2 separate regions of the Callithrix jacchus genome follow, and region 1 is linked to region 2. A link is a contact called in public Hi-C data. All regions are on one chromosome and are shown on one strand. Each heading gives the region's core, a stretch centred on a gene start, on an enhancer-like site or on the middle of the called end of the contact. The rest is flanking DNA. Distances are from core to core; before and after follow the strand shown. Region 1 holds the start of NELFE (negative elongation factor complex member E). Region 2 holds the start of LY6G5C (lymphocyte antigen 6 family member G5C).

Region 1 (2,948 bases), core at 359-2,858, 290 kb before region 2:
GATTAAGGACACCCTCTTCTACCATCCCATCTCCACAAGAGTCACCTGGCCAGAAGGGATACTGAGTTGGATTTCCCCATAAGGACTGGGAGGCCGGCCCTGGAGGTCGGCGAAGAGACAAGGAGGTTGTGGCCGACAGATTTGTGTTCTCCAGCAAGACCTGAGGCAAGACATCAGAGCCCCAATGAGGCTGAGCTTGTTTGTCTCTGACCACCTCCCCTTCTCCCCAGCTCTGTTTCTCATGACCCCGACCTCCTACCTCTTTGTAACCCAGTATCTGGCCTGTGGTTGGGTGTCTTTGGGCCTGTAGGTCGGATGCGACTGGGGCTCCCAGGACAGCCAGAAGAGACCAGGGATCCGTCTTCCTCTGCCATTTTCTGGAGAGAATAAAAGTAACTTTTGGGTCTTCTTTCTTCCTCTGTCGCAGCTTCCTTCAGGGACCCATCACCCTGGTCAAAGCCCCTCCAGACTCCTCACCGGGCTGAGTGCTCCACACCATGCAGAGGCAGCCAGGCTGGGGATGACAGAAACAACTGTTCTGCTTCTTGCTGCAAATCTGGGGCACAAGGAGGGAGGCCATGGGGAAGCTGAAACGAGAAAGACCAGAAGCATTAGGTAAGGAAAGAGGGTAAAATGCAGACATAAGAGGTGACAGGATTTGTGTTTAGATCAGAAATGACAGATATGTCAAACAGACTAGGACAATCAGGCTTGTCCAAAAACTACCTGCTACTGAATGACCTGGGGCAGATTTTGGATTTCAGAAACATGGAGGCTGGACCTAGGAATCTGCATTTTTAAAAAGCTTCCCTGCCAATCATGAAGCACACTGAAATCTGAGACTCACTGATTTTGGAAAAAGTGGTCCCAGACCTAAGGATGAAGAGTTGGAGGCTCAAAGCCTAGCATCTCAGTCACCAAGTGCCCTGGTGCTTGGAGACAGAAGGGAGCTCCACGGAGAAGTGTCACGTTTGAAAGACCCCAGCCCTCTCTGCTCTGTTCTCACATGGACTGTAACCCACTGCAGGCACACTGGGCTGGAATCTGTCCAGCACCAGTTCAGGCTTGGATGGATAGGCGTACAGGAACAGATGAACAAGATCCTACTGAGAGGAGGGTGAAGGAGTTTTAGACTCAATACGGGTCAAAGATAAGGGTCAAAAGTCACTCACGGTGCTCTCTGGAGCTCCAGGCAAGTTCAGCAGCTCCCAGCGCCCGGTGCATCCGAGCTCCACGGCCCGAAGAGGTAGGTCCAGCGGATCTGGAGGAGGTAGTACTACGGGAGATGGGTGAAAAGTCAGGGGTCAAAGGTTATTTCATGTCTGCTACTCCGTACCATTTCACTCCCCTCCCCCTCACCGAGTCGCTCGGTGTCCATCATCCTGGAGCCACAGTAGCCGGACAGCCCGGAAGTGCTGCATGTAGTCGCTGCAAAGTAAGCCCCGCCCCGGAACGGGCGGAAGTAAAGGCAACTTCCGGCACGGCCCCACAGAGAGTGTGAACTATCGCCGCGGAGGGCCGGACTTGGACCGGTGGAAGGCCGGGCGGAAGTGCGCGCTGGGGCCGCCCTGGTTACCGCGTTTTCCGCCCCTCGCTACGTCATCGCTGTGAGCCCGCTATCAACGGCCAGTGCGGGCGCGGCCAGAGACCCTGGGGCCCTGGTTGCCGCCCCCTCAGGTAAGGCCCTTTACGCCTCACTCTTCTCCCCTTTTTTCATAGCCCCTTCTCTCTTCTAACCCCCTTGAGTTGCTCTAAGGGAGCTACGCTGGTTTCACCGCCTTCTCTGCCGTTCGAACCCCGCGGTTGGCCTTAACCCAGCGAGGGTAGGGGTGTCGGGTACCGTAGTCTTGCCGACGGAGTGGGTGTTCGTCCCTCCCTGGGCCACGTGGTACCTCGAGGTGCTGGTGTCTGTGATCCCTGGAGACAGGAAGGATTGCTGGATGATCCCGATGAGCGGGAACTTGGACAGCAGCCTGGTTTAAGCCAGGGGTAGGGAATGCCAAAGGCAGGAGTATGCAGTCCTGAAGGGATGGGGTTGGGTACAGTGTGGAAGTCGGGTGAATCCTGAGTGGTAACAGTGGAGAGAGATGTCTTGGGCCCTGCCCCTGAACCAGGAGCCACCATGTTGGTGATACCCCCCGGACTGAGCGAGGAAGAGGAGGCTCTCCAGAAGAAATTCAACAAACTCAAGAAAAAGGTGAGGGACTGTGTGTGGACATGGCCTAACTTCCACAGACTCTGCACTCTGAGAAGACCTGGGGTGAGTGTGAGCGAATGGGGAAGTTCTTCTGGCCCACACCTGAAGACATATCACCTCACAGTGTAGCTTCAAGAGGTGGCTTTCCCAAGCCTTGGTGTGGACCTTCTGTCTTTCTATGCAGTCTGCCATGGGGTTGTCTTCCTTTCCCATGGGTTTTAATACCACCTAAAAGCTGATGATCCCCAAGTTCGGTGTTTCCAGTTCTGTCCAGTGTCATACTGAAAAACTTCAGATACCCGAAGTTGAAACTATCACTTTCTATTCTTGATCTTCCAAATAAGACTGACTACACCAATTCTGCCATGTGTTTGGACTCAAAATCTCATAGTTGACTTCTCCACTATTTGCATAGCCAGACATTTGCCAAGTCTTTTTTTTTTTTTTTTTCGTGTTTATTCTTTATTGTGTATTCCCCTGAGCAGGGCTTTATTGACACTCATGTGGGCCGTTGTAATGGTCTCTCAACAAATTTCTTAGTCTTTTTTTTTTTGAACAGACTTCTTCACTCCTGCTCAAATAATCCATTGAAAACAGAAAATTCTGCTTCCTCTGTTTCTCGAAACTCATAGATGGCTTCACATTGTCTATATGACAAAGCCCCAAACCTTAGTTTGGCAGCCCTGTCTAGTAAAGTAGATCTCTTCACTACCCCCAAAACATACATTCCCAACGCCTTCTTTTCTCTGCA
Region 2 (2,989 bases), core at 142-2,641:
GACTGGATAATTCTTGCACAGGCTGGGAGGTAGCAGAGAAACCGAGTTCGAAGCCTCGACCCGAATCTTCAGACAGGAAATTGGAGCAGGTGGTGTAGTTCCTGGACGCTAAGGACCTCCCTCCTCCCCCCAACCCGTAGCCCAGCGACCCGAAAAGTAAAAACCATGAGTCTCCGAGTCAAGACTGACCTGGCAGGGTGGGGACCGAGTAGGCAAAGTTGGGGAGCCCAGGGGGTCCCCAGGGGAGGAAATGGGTGAGACGCCTGGGACCGCGGTCTCCAGAATTCGCCTGGGAGGGAGGGTGGCGCTAAGGCGCCGCCTGCCGGGGGAGCGGCGCCGGGCTCCGAGTGTCCGCTGGGGCCGGACGCTTGGGTCCCTATTCGAGGTTCACTCTTCCCAGGTTTCTTCCCCAGGGAACAGAGCTTGGGCAGGGGCCGCCCCCGCGTCCTACTGGAGTTCTGAGGTGCAGTCAAGCGGGAAGAGCGAACGCACAGCGCCAGATTCTGTGGGCGCCGGAGATCAGGCCCACTGAGCCACAGCTGAGCTTAGGCGAGGCAAGAACGAAGATGAGGTGGGGAAAGGCGCTGGGTTCCTGGAACCCCAAGGGGACACTGAACTGAGTACGTGTCGCTTGGGATCCAGGTGTCTTCATTTTGGGACGTCTGACAAGTGTCCCCAGGGTATGGGAAGTGGGACTGGGCACCGCATTTTTTTTTTTTTTTAAGACAAACCACGTTTCCTATCTTGGAAAATGGTGCCACTCACTTATGCAAGCCTACCCCTCGTTCAGTCCAAAAGCAAATCTGTCGTCTTCTAAATATATCTCAGGTTCATGAGCCTAGCCTCCTCGTCCCTGCCGGTCTTCTGCTGGACCAGTCCGCCATCTCGTGACCAGAGTCGGGAATAGCCCTACTTCCCGGCGGCCTCCACTCTCCCCGCAATGCAATGTGCAGCCATGGCAGTCTTTACACACAGAGATCAGATTAAGTTACTCCTCTGCCAGAATCTCTCTGGTCAGGGGTTTAACTGTCCAGGTGCTCCTGGCAGCACTCTGTCCTCCCCACATCATTGCTGGTTGACTTGTCTCCCCTGCTAGACTGTGCCCTATTAGGGTGGAAATTTTGTGCACGGTTGTATCCCAACACCTGATGCAGTGATTCAGTAAACATCTGTTCACTTAATAGGAAAGAAAGTTCCCCCTCTCATTCCCCTATTCCTGGGCTCCTGCCCTCAAGCAGGATGTTATGCACCAGAGTGGCCGTGGGTGAGGACATTCTGCTCCTCTGGCTGGCCTGGCACTGATTTCCACCCTGAGCTGGTGTTGTGTCTCTCCTTCCTCTTGGCCAACCACTCTTCCACCAATATAAGCCCACACTGGAGGCCAGCAGGCAGTCATGCATTTTATGGCAGGCCCTGCAAGGAGCCAGAGTCTGGGGCCTCTGTGCTTCCACAGCACCCCCCAAGCCCTGTACACTGTCTTCTTAATAGTGCTGGTCATGATGAGTTTGGCGTTTGGTAAGTGGCTCTAAGGGGTCAGAAGGGTCTCCTGGCCTACAGGATAGAGAAACCCACAGACATCGAGCGTCTGGGTCATCTGTCCAGGACGCTCAGGTAAACCCAGGCAGGAGGAGAGATGGGGATGGATGGGTTTGGTAAGGAATACCTGCTCATGGACTGATGTGCACTCTGAAGGAGAGTTCTTTCTTTCTTTTTTTTAGATTGAGTCTCACTCCATCTCCCAGGCTGGAGTGCAGTGGTGCAATCTCAGCTCACTGCAACCTCCACCTCCCAGGTTCAAGCGATTCTCATGCCTTAGCCTCCCGAGTAGCTAGGATTACAGGCACAAGCCACCACAACCAGCTAATTTTTGTATTTTTAGTAGAGATGGGGGTATCACCATGTTGACCAGGCTGGTCTGGATCCCCTGACCTCAGGTGATCTGCCCACCTCGGCCTCCCAAAGTTCTGGGATTATAGGTGTGAGCCACTGCACCCAGCCTCTGAAGGAGATTTCTAGTGATCACCCCAGGGCTGTCTCACTCCACAGCAGTGACCTGAATAGAGATACTGAAGAAATACTCTTCAGATCTGAGAGCAACACAGAATAGGGAGGGTTAGGGAGTGTGCTGGATGACAGAATCAGAATCCACAGGATAGAACAAGACAGTCCAGCCTGCTGGCCTCCCCACTTGCAAAGCACCATCCACAGAGACAAGGGATTCAAAGCATTTGTTTAGCACTTAATTCTGCCTCACACCAAGTGCTCTGCTGGGTCTGGGGACTGGTTAACGTGTGCTCTGGGCTTAGGACCACAGGAAAGAGGGGATGTATATACTTGCAGATGGGGAAGGACGCAGAGAATTGGGGCTTTGGTGGTTTTCTGAGATAGGAAGGGAAGGAACAGTGGGGTTGAGTGGCCTGGAATCAGGCAGTGGTGGGGTGTGAGGGAGAATGGGGTGTCAGTGGGGTCAGCACTTCTCTGTATTCTAGGTAAGTTTGTTCCTATCAATTGGGAACCCCCTCAACCACTTCCATTCCCCAAATACCTGCGCTGCTACCGATGCCTCTTGGAGACCAAGGAGCTAGGGTGCCTTCTGGGATCTGACATCTGCCTCACCCCGGCTGGCAGCAGCTGCACCACTCTCCACATAAAGAACGGTAAGTGGCCTTCTGCTGTGGGCCCGGCACTCTCCAAACTGAAATTCTCTCAGCCTCCTAAACTGTACCCCAAGATCCCATGACACTGCTCCAACAACCCTGTCTGTCCTTTTTTTTTCTGAGACAGTATCTGGGTCTGTTGCTCAGGCTGTAGTGCAATGGCACAATCTTGGCTCACTACAACCTCCTTACTATGTTCACCTCCCCAGTTCAAGCAATTCTCATGCCTCAGCCTCACAAGCAGCTGGGATTACAGGTGTGCATCACCACGAACTGGCTAATTTTTTGTATTTTTAGTAGAGATGGGGATTGGCTATGTTGGCCAGGCTGGT

The links. Hi-C and Micro-C count contacts between places; a contact is called where the count stands out from the background.
Region 1: a Hi-C map of skeletal muscle shows a contact between it and region 2, with 5 times the contacts expected there. The contact joins the promoter of NELFE here to the promoter of LY6G5C in region 2. A contact is called at or near these places in 2 of 3 Hi-C or Micro-C datasets (both in skeletal muscle).

The regions. Positions count from the first base shown.
Region 1 is chr4:39,477,089-39,480,036 of calJac240_pri, reverse strand. NELFE (negative elongation factor complex member E) reads left to right here and starts at 1,608. Exons shown (of 11, transcript XM_078368849.1): 1 at 1,608-1,677; 2 at 2,046-2,197. The coding sequence starts at 2,123. SKIC2 (SKI2 subunit of superkiller complex) reads right to left here and starts at 1,432. Exons shown (of 27, transcript XM_008994189.4): 1 at 1,360-1,432; 2 at 1,173-1,276; 3 at 478-587; 4 at 260-377; 5 at 46-160. The coding sequence starts at 1,381.
Region 2 is chr4:39,184,715-39,187,703 of calJac240_pri, reverse strand. LY6G5C (lymphocyte antigen 6 family member G5C) reads left to right here and starts at 1,391. Exons shown (of 3, transcript XM_035295250.3): 1 at 1,391-1,515; 2 at 2,490-2,657. The coding sequence starts at 1,395.